2 separate regions of the Sus scrofa genome follow, and region 2 is linked to region 1. A link is a contact called in public Hi-C data. All regions are on one chromosome and are shown on one strand. Each heading gives the region's core, a stretch centred on a gene start, on an enhancer-like site or on the middle of the called end of the contact. The rest is flanking DNA. Distances are from core to core; before and after follow the strand shown.

Region 1 (5,549 bases), core at 2,605-5,104:
GTCTGCAACCTACACCACAGCTCACGGCAACGCCAGATCGTTAACCCACTGAGCAAGGCCAGGGATCGAACCCACAACCTCATGGTTCCTAGTCGGATTCGTTAACCACTGCTCAATGACGGGAACTCCGGTCTTCGTTTTTGAAATATTTTTAGGACCAAGAGAACAAAAATGAAAAATTACTGAAATGTCTTGTTTTAACCAACTCCCCTTTTAATTTTTTTTAAGTCATTATTAGACGTTGACAGACAAAGGAGGAGTTCTCTGGTGGCCCAGTGGTTAAGAATCCAGTGTTGTCACTGCTGTGGCTTGGGTTGCTGCTGTGGCTCAGGTTCGATCCCTGGCCTGGAAACTGCTGCATGCCAAGCACATGGCCAGAAGAACAACAACAATAACAAAACTGACAAAGAAGCCATTCACCCTGGTATCCAGCCTGAGAGCATCGTTTCTTCCATGCCACTTCACAGCCCTTGCATCTTGTGCTGCAGCGTGGTTGCAAAGGTAGCATTTCACTGCTACAATGTGATCAGAAGACTCTCAGATTTATATTTGAAATAGTATAAATCTTCATTTAGTGGACTATTCAACTATTCAAATTTTTTTTTTTTTTTAGTATATGGAAAAGTTAAGAATTTTCCTGCAAATAAAAACAATTTTATATTTTTTCTATATTTTTCTCTATTAGATAAATGTTCATTATTGAAGCATTTCAGAAGTATAGAAAGGAATAACGAAGAAAGTAAAAATTACCCACTATTCCACTGAGATCTCTTCTCTTACTTCGAGATAACCACTGCTTATTTTGTGGAGGCCTTTCCAATTCATTTCTCTACGTGGAGCCATACCCCCTCTTACTTAGAAGCTGTTCATTTGCTTTAAAAAAAAAGCTTTTAGAAGTTCCCTGCTGGCCTAGTGGTTAAGAATTTGGCGTTGTCAGGGTTCCCACTGTGGCACAGCGGAAACGAAGCCGACTAGGAACCATGAGGTTGTGGCTTCAATCCCTGGCCTTGCTCCGGTGAGTTAAGGATCCGGCGTTGCCGTGAGCTGTGTGTAGGTCACAGACGCGGCTCGGATCTGGCTGTGGCTGTAGTGTAGGCCAGCAGCTGTAGCTCTGATTCAACCCCTAGCCTGGGAACCTCCATATGGTGCGGGTACAGCCCTAAAAAGCAAAAAAAAAAGAATTTGGCCTTGTCACTGCTATGGCTCAAGTTTGATTCCTCATGCTGCAGGTGTGGCTAAAAAATAAGTATATATTAAAAAAAAGCAAAACCTTTAACACTATATTGTAAACATATTTCTATGCTATTGAATATAGAACATGGTAATTTTTTGGGGTTTTTTTGTGTGTGTACTTTATAGAGATTATATATGCTTATACAGATTTTCAAATCGAGCATTTACAAAGAAAAACTAACCATTGATGGGCGCATAAGTGTGCGGGGTGTTGTGCTAAAGCAGAGTATGGGAATTCTCAAATCCTCACTTCGTCTGGGCTCGTGCAGTGGCCTCCTCTTGCTTTCAGGCTTTCTGCTTTACAACTTATTTTTCATACAGAAACCTGAATAATCTTTCAGGAATGCAAATGAGATCATATTGCTCCTCTGCTTAAAACCCTCCAGTAGCTTCTCATTTCACTTCAACTAAAAGCCAAACGCCTAACTGAGATCTGGCTTCTGTCCCCCACACCCCCTCATGGCCATGCTGGCCCGTCCTCTCTTCATTAAATATGGTGAATCTGTTTCAACCATGGGGTCTTTGCACTGCTTTGTAGTTTCTCTGCCCTGGACATGTGGATGATTGGCTTTCTCTTCTTTCAGATACAAGTTCAGATTGAATTCAAGCGAGGTAAACTCCAACATACATATACTTTGTAGAAAAAATTTAGAGTTTGGCAAAGTATAGAACATGTCACCTGTAATTCTACCACTGACTCAACATTTTTATGGTCTTTTTTTTTTTCTTTTTTTGTCTTTTTAGGGCCACACCCAGGGCATATGGAGGTTCCCAGGCTAGGGTTCCAGTTGGAGCTATAGCTGCCAGCCTACGCCACAACCACAGCAACTGGGGATCCGAGCCGCATCTGTGACCTTCACCACAGCTCACAGCAATGCCGGATCCTTAACCCACTGAGCGAGGCCAGGGATCGAACTCACGTCCTCATGGATGCTAGTCGGGTTCGTTAACTGCTAAGCTGTGATGGGAACTCCTTTTGTGGTTTTTTTCATTTCATTCACTCCATTTATTTCATTCTTTTGACAAAATATCTGCTCTATGCCAGGTATGTTGTATTGGTGTTTGGTGAGGTTACAGCATTAAAAAAAGTAGTCATGATTCTTGCCTCTGTAAGATCTGTTGGGGCATTAATCCTGCTGAGGAAGATTAATTAAGGCTGCATGGTATAACGGTTAAGAATGTAAGCTCTGGGGTCAGACTAGCAGGATTCCAAAATTTTGGTTCTACCACTTATAAGTTGTGTGACTGTGAGCTAGTTATATTCTGAGTCTCAGTTTTCCCATCAGCATTAGTTATCTCTTTCTGCATGACAAATCACCTCAAAATGTAGTGGCTTAAAACAACAAAAATGTATTACCTCACAGTGTCTGTGGGCCAGGAACTTAGAAGTGGGTTAGCTGGCTGGTCCCAGCTTGTGGTCCTTCCTGAGACTGCAGGCCGGATGTCAGCTGGGGCTGTAGTCATCTGACAGTTTGACTGGGGCGGGAGGGTCTGCCTCCACGGAGGCTCACCCACAGGGCTGGCTAGGTGATGCTGACTGTTGGCAGGAGGCTTTAGTTCCTCACCCCATGGACCTCTCCATAGGCTGCTTGAGTGTCTGCAGAGCAGGCAGCCCAAGAGACCACAAGGCAGAAACCGCAATGTCTTTTATGACCTGGTTGCAAAAGTCACATTGTCATTTCTGCAGTATCCTGTTGGTTACACAGGTCAGCCCTATTCCGTGAGGGAGGGAACTAAACAAGTATGCTGGGCATCACTGGGGAGGCCATACGGTGAGCATCATAATGGTACCACATCTTTGGTTTATAATGAGGATTAGGAGTTCCCCAGTGGCTCAGCAGGTTAAGGACCCAGCAATGTCAATGCTGTGGCTCTGGTTGCTGCTATGGCAGGAGTTTGATCCATCCCTGTCTGGGAACGTCCTTATTTTTAAATTTTTAAAATTTTTGCTTTTTAGGGTCCCACCTGCAGCATATGAAGTTCCCAGGCTAGGGGTCAAATCGGAGCTACAGCTGCCAGCCTACACCACAGCCCAGCAACGTGGGATCCGAGCTGCATCTGCCACCTACACCACAGCTCACAGCAATGCTGGAATCTCAACCCACTGAGTGAGGCCAGGGATCGAACCCACAACCTCACGAACACTAGTTGAATTCATTACTGCTGAGCCACAGTGGGAGCTCCCATGGTCTGGGAACTTCTGCATGACATGGGTGCAGCCAAAAAAAAGTTTACAGTGAGGGTTAAATGAGACGACACATGTTAACTGAGTGAGGGAAAGTCCAGGTACATAGTGAGTACTCCAGAGATCTGGGTTGTGGTCGTGTGTTGTCATTACCACTGCCACCACCTCCTCTGCCAGCCCAAGTAGGAAACGAACCTAACATAGTGGGGTTGAGGGAGGGCAGGAGGAGGAGACATTTAAGCCAGGACTGGCCCCGGGAGCAGGCTTTGGAGAAGTAAGACCATTCCAGGCCAGGGGACAATACATGTGAAAGCCCTGAGTGGCAGGCTGCCCAATGGAGAGGGGATTGGCCGTGAGGGGGCAGAGACCAGGCCACACCCAGCTGCAGAGGCCAGGATGCATCATCACTGTGTTCTTTGGGGAGACTGTCTTCTCTGGGAACATAGCTGAGTTTATCCGGAAATGAGAGGAGAAAGTCAGAGCCGAGCGTTCCGGGTTGCAGTATCCTGCGCAGTGAGGTTCTTGTGTGCCTGGTGTGTCCCCAGAGCTCCTTATGTTGCTTTGCTCTTTACCCCTGGCGGGAACAGGGGCCTCCTGGTTCAGACGGAACTCTGTCGCTAACCTTCCACATGTTAACGGTTCCTCTTCCAGTAGAGGGACTGACTGCTTTTCTTTTTTATCTCAACAATATATTTGGTTTCTTTAGCAGGATCAGATTCTTGTTTTAACGAATGTATCCAGAAACCTTGGAGGAAGTCTGTACAGATTTCCTGTTCTTGTGCTTGTTATGTGTAGGGTCAGTATTTTGTGTTTTGTTCTCCTGACACCTTGTTAGGATTGATTGGATCATTTCAGAGGATACAGGTAGACTTCAGTGGTGGGCTTAGTGCCTGCCTGCCTAACCAGCCACCCCAAAGTCTGAAGTTCCCCCACTCCTCTCCTTTTTGGCCAGAGCTGTCCATATTTAGAATTTGTTACCTTGCCAGGGTGATTTTTATCCTTAAATATGAATGATATGCTTCTCTCTGGACTTTGTAGGCCTTTCTGAAATTATATGCAGACATTTGTATGTTCATGTATTTTTTTGTTGTTGTTTGTTTTGTTCGTGAAAAGGTCCCTGGCCTTTCTTGGTTTCTTAAGGGGTTGTTAGAAGTACACGGTGAGACTTCGGCGTGGTTGTGATAATGCTGCAGCCAGGAGCCCGGGACGCCTGTGTGCTGCTCACCTCTTTCTCTGCAGCGTTCTCGCAGGAGGAGGAAGCCGCACAAACAGCCCGAGTGGCAGGGTGTGATAGATGCGGCCGTGCCGTGGCATATCCTGCTAATCCCCTGTTCACGAGCGCTTATGTTGCTTGCAGTGTTTTCCCCAGGATCTTCTTCCTGCACCTTTTTGTATGTTCTATTCTTTTCTTCGGATAAGTTTCTCCAAGTGGGATTTCGGCATCAGAAGATGAGATGGTTTTAAAGCCTTTAGCTGCACACCCTGAGTCTATACCTCGCCCCCCTGGGAGGCGTGTCCAGGGAGTGAGTTCACCTGCACACTGGCAGTGCCCACAGCATCGATTTCTCTCTCTAAGGAGGAATCCAGTCAGCCTGCGGCTGGGGGCCGCCAGTCCACCCGACAGCCCCTGTTCCTGGTCTGTCTCGAGGTCCCGGAGAGCCCTTTTTGTTTTCTTTTTCACACCATAGTTTAATGTTTTAACAAATGTTGACATTTTTGAAAGTTTTCTACATCTAATAGGGCATAGGCAGAATAATAGTCTGGTCCGTGTCCCCGGTCCTGGCATGGTCTCGGCTTGGTGGAAACAGCATTTGTCAGCAGGAGTAGGTATGGAGACTGTCACGGGGACTGGGCATTGGCCTCCGAGTACTTCCCTCAGGAGAGGAAAGATAAAGCAGAGGAACGGGTGAATTCATCAGATTGGTTTGGCAGCGCGGAGACCAAGTGGGTGCAGGTCATCGCCCACGACAAGTTTCCCAGGGCTGTGGAGAGACCGCTGCCCAGGCGCTTCCGCGGGCGAGGCCCGGCCGGGGCTGCCTTGGTGCACTCCGAAGAATGTGGCCCTGGCACTCGGCAGGCGCATGCCAAGCCCTCCCCGGCCCCCGCCGCCTGCTCGCAGTCGGCCGGAGTG
Region 2 (5,815 bases), core at 819-3,318, 80 kb after region 1:
AAATATACCAAATTTACCTATGAATTTACTCTGTTCTCTCTATTCATATGCCAGAACCAGACTTTTCATTATTACAGCTTTATGGTGTGTGTGTTTGGCCACACCTGCAGCATTTGGAGGTTTCTGGGCTAGGGGTTGAATCCCAGCAGCAGCTGCAGCAGTTTGGGATCCTTTAACCCACTGCGCCATGCCAGGGATTGAACCTGTACCTCCACAGCAACCCTAGCCACTGCAGTTGTATTCTTAACCCCCTTCGCACAAGCAGGAACTCCTAGCTTTATAGTGTGTGGTGTTGATCTTGTTTGTTTGTTTTGGTTTTGGGGGGTTTTCTTGGCTGTGCCTGCAGCATGTGGAAGTTCCTGGGCAAGGGATCAAACCCATGCCACAGGAGTGACAATACCAGATCCATAACCACTAGGCCACCAGGGAACTCCTGTAACATGTGATACCTGATAGCTCTAGTCCCCTTTTTTTAATCTTGCTAACATTTTCATGGTTATCCCCACATGTTTACTCGTACCATACAAATGCACAATGCATTTCTTTCTCTTTTTTTCTTTACAGAGCTGCACCCGCAACATATGGAGGTTCCCAGGCTAGGGATCAAATCAAAGCTGCAGCTGCCCGCCTATACCACGGCCACAGCAATGCGGGATCTGAGCTGTGTCTGCGACCTGCACCACCACTCATGGCAACACCGGATCCTTAACCCACTGAGCAAGGCCGGGGCTCAAACCCCCAACCTCATGGTTCCTAGTCGGATTCGTTTCTGATGCGCCATGATGGGAACTCCAGATTTTTGGGGGGTTTGTTTTTTGGCATTTCTTTTTTCAGTGTGCTTATCTGTTGATTTTTCTGCATCTCCACATCTCAGAGTCTTCTGGCTAAAGTCCTTATTGCCAGTATCGGATGCTTTCTGTTGTGGCACATGTCCTTCTACCAGCACCAGAGTCTCTGTGACAGACAGCATAGTCTGCTGTTGACGTGCGACCAGAGGTCGGCCTCATCAGCTTGCTTTTCAGGTCATTGTTCCCATCCCGTGGGTAGAACTGAGACCTTCCTTCTGCAGAAGACATGCCAGGGTGCCGAGCCCTTGGACACCTAGCCTTCAGACCGCAGGGCTGCCTTTTTAGTGAAGCAGGACACCAGAGGGCACCGCTCGTGAGGGCGGTGGTCTCCTGGAGCCGACAGCTTGCTTCCCGTCTGCACTGTCTATCCACGGGCGAGCCGTGCGGCACCACAGTGATCAGGGGAGGCTTGTGCTGAGCAGGATAAGGGTTTCTTTTCCCTGGAGTTGTGTCATCAGCACCCTTGGAACAGATGCAGACGATGCATGATCTAGGTCAACTTGTCTACCTTGTCCCGCGGGGGTGGGTCTAAAGCATTATTAAAAGGTGGCGCGCAAGGCCCGCATGGACACATGATTTGCAGAATTTGAGTCACCTGATGAGGAAGCCAAGCCTCTGTCTGAAAGCTGGTGTGCACCAGGTAGGTTCCTTTCATTCCAGGTAGAGCACAGGGCACCCCTCTCATCAGGCCGGGCAGCTCATCCAAGTGTCTGAGGCATCTTGCCTCCGCCCGCCCTTCCTGGCAAAGGCTGCCTCCAGCTGTCCGAGCACCTGGAGATTTCTCAGCCCACGGGGTCATCAGGCCGACATCTGCAGAGGCTCCGCTCTGTGAGGGCCACTCTTGAGGGGGCCCCGTTGGGTGGGGTCATATTCCTGGAATGAGTGGTACAGCATCTGAATGGGGGGAGGTGTTACAGCAATGCGTGAGACAGTGCGGCTCGGCTTTGCAAAAGCTGCTTACATAGCAGAGCTTTGATGCAATCGTTTTTGGATTTCTAAGGGGAAAATTTAAAGTTTGGTGGGAGGGACAGCCTGGGGTTGAATAAATTTGATTCTTATTTTCAAATTAGCTAATCTTTAGAAAACAACTGATTTAGAGATTCTTCTCCAAGGCCCCAAAGGATTTCTTTCTGCCTCCGCCCTCTTGGCTCTGGTTTACCTTCGTCCTCCTGTTCCGAGCTTTCAGCAGCAGTTTTGGCTGGTCAGTCAGCCCAGGGCCATCAGCTCAGGGCCCAAAGCCCAGGACTCTTGGAGTTTCAAGCTAGACTCTTGAAAGGACTGCACCACACAGACCCATTGCTGTTTCCTGGCAGTCCGGGTAGTCTTCACAGTGTTCAGGCACCCTGGCATTTGGTTTTCGGTCTTGGTGCTTTCTTAAAGTTTGGAGACCTCTGCCAACATAACAGAATTAAAGTCTGATTTTCCTCTTCCACCTCCCATCCCCGGTCATTGTTCAGTTCTGGTTATTTGTGTCTGTATCATATTTACTCGGGTGGGGTGCCTCTGCCAAGCCCCACGCTTCCCTTAGCCCCCGATAGTCTTTCCTTTTCTTCCCTTCTTCAGAGAGATGCCCAGTTGACACTTACTTTCACGGTCTGTTGAAGCGACAAGTTCAGGTTGACAGGAGTGGGATTTGGGCTTAAGCTTTGGCAGAGGTGGCAGGACAGATACCAACTGTGTAAACCAGATTTACCCACCCTGACCCTGGCTGGGCAGGCACAGGCATCTCAGTGGAAAGCCTGCCAAACCATAGCTGACCTTCCCTTGTCAAGGGGGGCGCATTACTCTTAAGTGGGGCCTAACTCTCAAGGACTGCCTTCCTGCTGGTTTCTGAGTAGCTTGGAGGGTGGGGTGGGGTGGGGGGGTTACTTCCTGGCCTTGCAGGCTGTAAACACTACGTCCAGGGCTGGGGGCAGGGGACAGACCTCCAGGGTCTGAGGTAGCCAAAGACTAAGCTCCCGTAAGCCTGTGAGTCTGGCTGTCAGGAGGAAAGCTGTTTCTGGTGAGTTTCTTTGACAAGTCCTATCTTTCGGGTCCCTGCATGATTGGGAGGAGGCACAGCCCCGGCTGAGCCCCCAGAGTGTTTACGTAACTGGGTGCGTAGCACAATGACATGCCGTTCATAACACTGATTTCACTTTCTCTGTGAACGTGCCGTGCATTCCTGGTGAAGATCACCCAGTTCACTAGCAAATGCGGCTCAAACACTAGCACTACTCGGAAGGAAGCCACCGGAGCCGCCTGCTAGAAGATGGCTCTGCGGTACATTTAAGGGAGAGTAGTTTCAATATTTAATACGTGTCGGTATGTAAATTTTATGTTGAAAGATGAACTAAGTCTCAGGGTCTGTAAATTTAATTATTGAAAAGGATAGAGTTTGCCCACTCAGTGAAACCTCCCATAACTCTGCAGTTTCTAACAGTGGAGCCTGAGAGGGAATCAGCTGAGACCAAGAACAAATTCTGCATAAAGTAGGGCTTGGGGGAGCCATTAGCATTCTGTGCCATTGCGTGAACTTGATCTTTGGGCTGGGGAGTGCTCCTTTCAAGCTGACAGGGAAAGATAGGTAACGAGCCTTGCTCCCAGGTGACCTGCCCGAGAGCCCAGCAAGCAAAACGGGCCCTTTTGCCTGTACTGTGCCAGTGCTTTCCAAGTGGGGGGTGCTCTGCTTCCAAGGGGTGCCTTCTTGGGATGGCTCTTCTCTCCTCTCCTTTCGTCACCCCTCAGTAGGGAAGATACCCATCAGCCGAGGGCCAGAGAGAAGAGGGCTTGGAGCATCTGCAGCCTGCAGTGAAGCAGCTGGACACCTGGCAGACTTTCGAGAGAGGGGCTGGGATGGGAACTCCCCCCGCATCCCCCACTCCGTCTTCGTGAGCTGTTCTTGCCTTGGTAGCCATCACTAACAAGAGGGCCATGTCGGCAGCAAGTGGGTGTCGAGAAGGGTAGGCTCAGCGGTGTCCACCTCTGCCTTCCCCCCAGCCCCCACCCTGTACTCTTGTACCCACATTCAGGGGCCCGAGTGTGACTCAGGGCCCCTCCTTAGAGCAGGTCACTTAGAGGCTTCTCCTTGTGCTCTGCGGTATGAAAGCGGGGACTCCTGGGGGGCCGGCTCCTCACCCTGAAAGGTCCTCCTTGCAGAGCTGCCATCTTCCAGGGGGACAGGTTGCCCAGGGCTGTGGAATCTTTCTGGACAACTCTGGGGTTGCTCAGAATTTTATGTTAGTAGAATTGCTACAGAAAGACTGTAAATTATAAACGTCTAAGCCAAGGCTTGCTATTGTCTGATGTTAAAAATTTTTTTATGTCATCTCCGTAAGCAAAAAACGGAAAAAAATCTCCTTTAAGGAATCCTGTTTACCCTCTTGAGAGTTATAGATGGGACCAACTTGTATACTTATTGTTATTTCTCCTTTTTAAAAAATATTTTTAGGTGTTCCCGTCGTGGTTCAGCGGCTAGCAAACCCAACTGGCATCCATGAGGACGCAGGTTCAATCCCTGGCCTCTCTTGGTGGGTTAAGGATCCGGCATTGCCATGGGCTGTAGGTGTAGGTCACAGACACGGCTTGGATCCCTTGTTGCTGTGCCTCTGGCATAGACCAGCAGCTATAGTTCCGATTGGACCTACGGGGCCCTAAAAGACAAAAAGATAAAACATGTATTTTTTATCATCCGATATTATAAATACATAGAAAGTAGTGGAGCCCACCATAGCCAACAGGCAAGGCCTTGGCCCTGACACACGTTTCAGGCTCCTCCTTCCTTTCTCTAAGTAGTGACTGACCTGTACCTGCTTCTCCCTCTTGCCTCAAGCATCAGCACTGTCCCAAACCTGTACTCCTCCATCCTCCATCTTGGCAGTGGGCCAGTCTTGCCAATGCCAGGCCCTTCCCGCCTGCCGCCATCCTCGGCTGCTTTTAGTGAGTCAGGAGACTCAGTTGTGTGCCCGGAGCCCAGACGCTCTGTGTGAATTTTAATGTGAATTATCTTTGGTGAGGAAATATTCCCTCACTACATCGCTGAACCAAACAAAAAAAAGAGAGAAGAAAGACAGCTGTCCCCATTCACGTTGTCGCTTTCTGCCAGCCCAGGCCTTTGCCTTCCTCCACGGCGTCCAGGCAAGACCGCCACAGAAGGGGGGTCCTTGCTCAGGGTCTCACCCGCCGTGGCTGAGCTCCCAGGCCCCTGGGTCTCACACCCTCCTCCTCCTCGCGTCCCTGGGCAGCCCGCCCAGCCCCCTCTGTTCCGGGAGAGCGCTGGCCAGGGCGTCCCCCACAGGCAGACGGCTGGGCTCGGTGGGTCTCGGCTTCTGGTGCATCGTCCTCAGCCCAGATGGAGGGAATAGGAATGAGGAGATTTATCTTTTGTTCCATGATTTTCATCTCCGATCACTGTTGCATTCTAGATAATTATATAATTACAGGTTTTAAGTAATAAGCGAATTGTTAAATTTTCCAATCAGCAGATGCTTATTAAGTCCTAGTCTTTATTTTTTCGGCCACACCTGTGGTATGTGGAGGTTCTGGGGCCAGGGATGGAACCCTCACCACCACAGCCACCCAAGCCTCAGCAGTGGCAATGCCGGGTCCTAACCGGCTGAGCCACCGGGGAGCTCCACCCACCAGTGATTTCATCAGCAGCGGTTTTTGAGTGCCTGTTACATGCTCATCTCTGGTTCTTGACATTGGGGGTCAGGGCTGCGTCCTTGTAGGTGGAGAGGGACAGTAACCAGGCAGGTGAGCAGGGCAGGACCAGCAGGTGGTAAGCCATGCGTGACGCCTGCAGACCCGCTGGTCGGGGGATGCTTCACAGACGTTTACCCTGGGCTCAGAATGGTCGCAGCGCACCAGACAGGTGGAGGATGTCACGGAGAAACACCGTACCCGGGATTGGCCAAACCCTGGGTCCTGTGCGGAGAGCCGCTAACCGGAGGTGTGGCCGCTCCTTAAATCGAGGCTCAGCGAAGCTG

What was found. Hi-C and Micro-C count contacts between places; a contact is called where the count stands out from the background.
Region 2: a Hi-C map of mesenteric adipose tissue shows a contact between it and region 1, with 2.0 times the contacts expected there. The contact joins two enhancer-like sites. A contact is called at or near these places in 1 of 5 promoter capture datasets (liver), 22 of 47 Hi-C or Micro-C datasets (alveolar macrophages, brain, embryonic fibroblasts and 11 more) and 1 of 2 datasets of contacts at active chromatin or transcription factors (skeletal muscle).

Annotation. Positions count from the first base shown.
Region 1 is chr1:270,796,202-270,801,750 of Sscrofa11.1, forward strand. All of the region lies in intron 2 of ABL1 (tyrosine-protein kinase ABL1), which reads left to right. Among named protein-coding and RNA genes, the nearest start is that of ABL1, 37 kb to the left of the region's middle. Within about 2 kb of position 3,855, at least 17 of the 83 cell types and tissues checked have an H3K27ac peak or open chromatin away from gene starts, as enhancers often do. A contact at or near this core is called in mesenteric adipose tissue, omental adipose tissue, retroperitoneal adipose tissue and 2 more, where this site is marked.
Region 2 is chr1:270,878,158-270,883,972 of Sscrofa11.1, forward strand. The region is part of intron 4 of ABL1 (tyrosine-protein kinase ABL1); the gene reads left to right. Among named protein-coding and RNA genes, the nearest start is that of QRFP, 37 kb to the right of the region's middle. Within about 2 kb of position 2,069, at least 17 of the 83 cell types and tissues checked have an H3K27ac peak or open chromatin away from gene starts, as enhancers often do. A contact at or near this core is called in mesenteric adipose tissue, omental adipose tissue, retroperitoneal adipose tissue and 2 more, where this site is marked.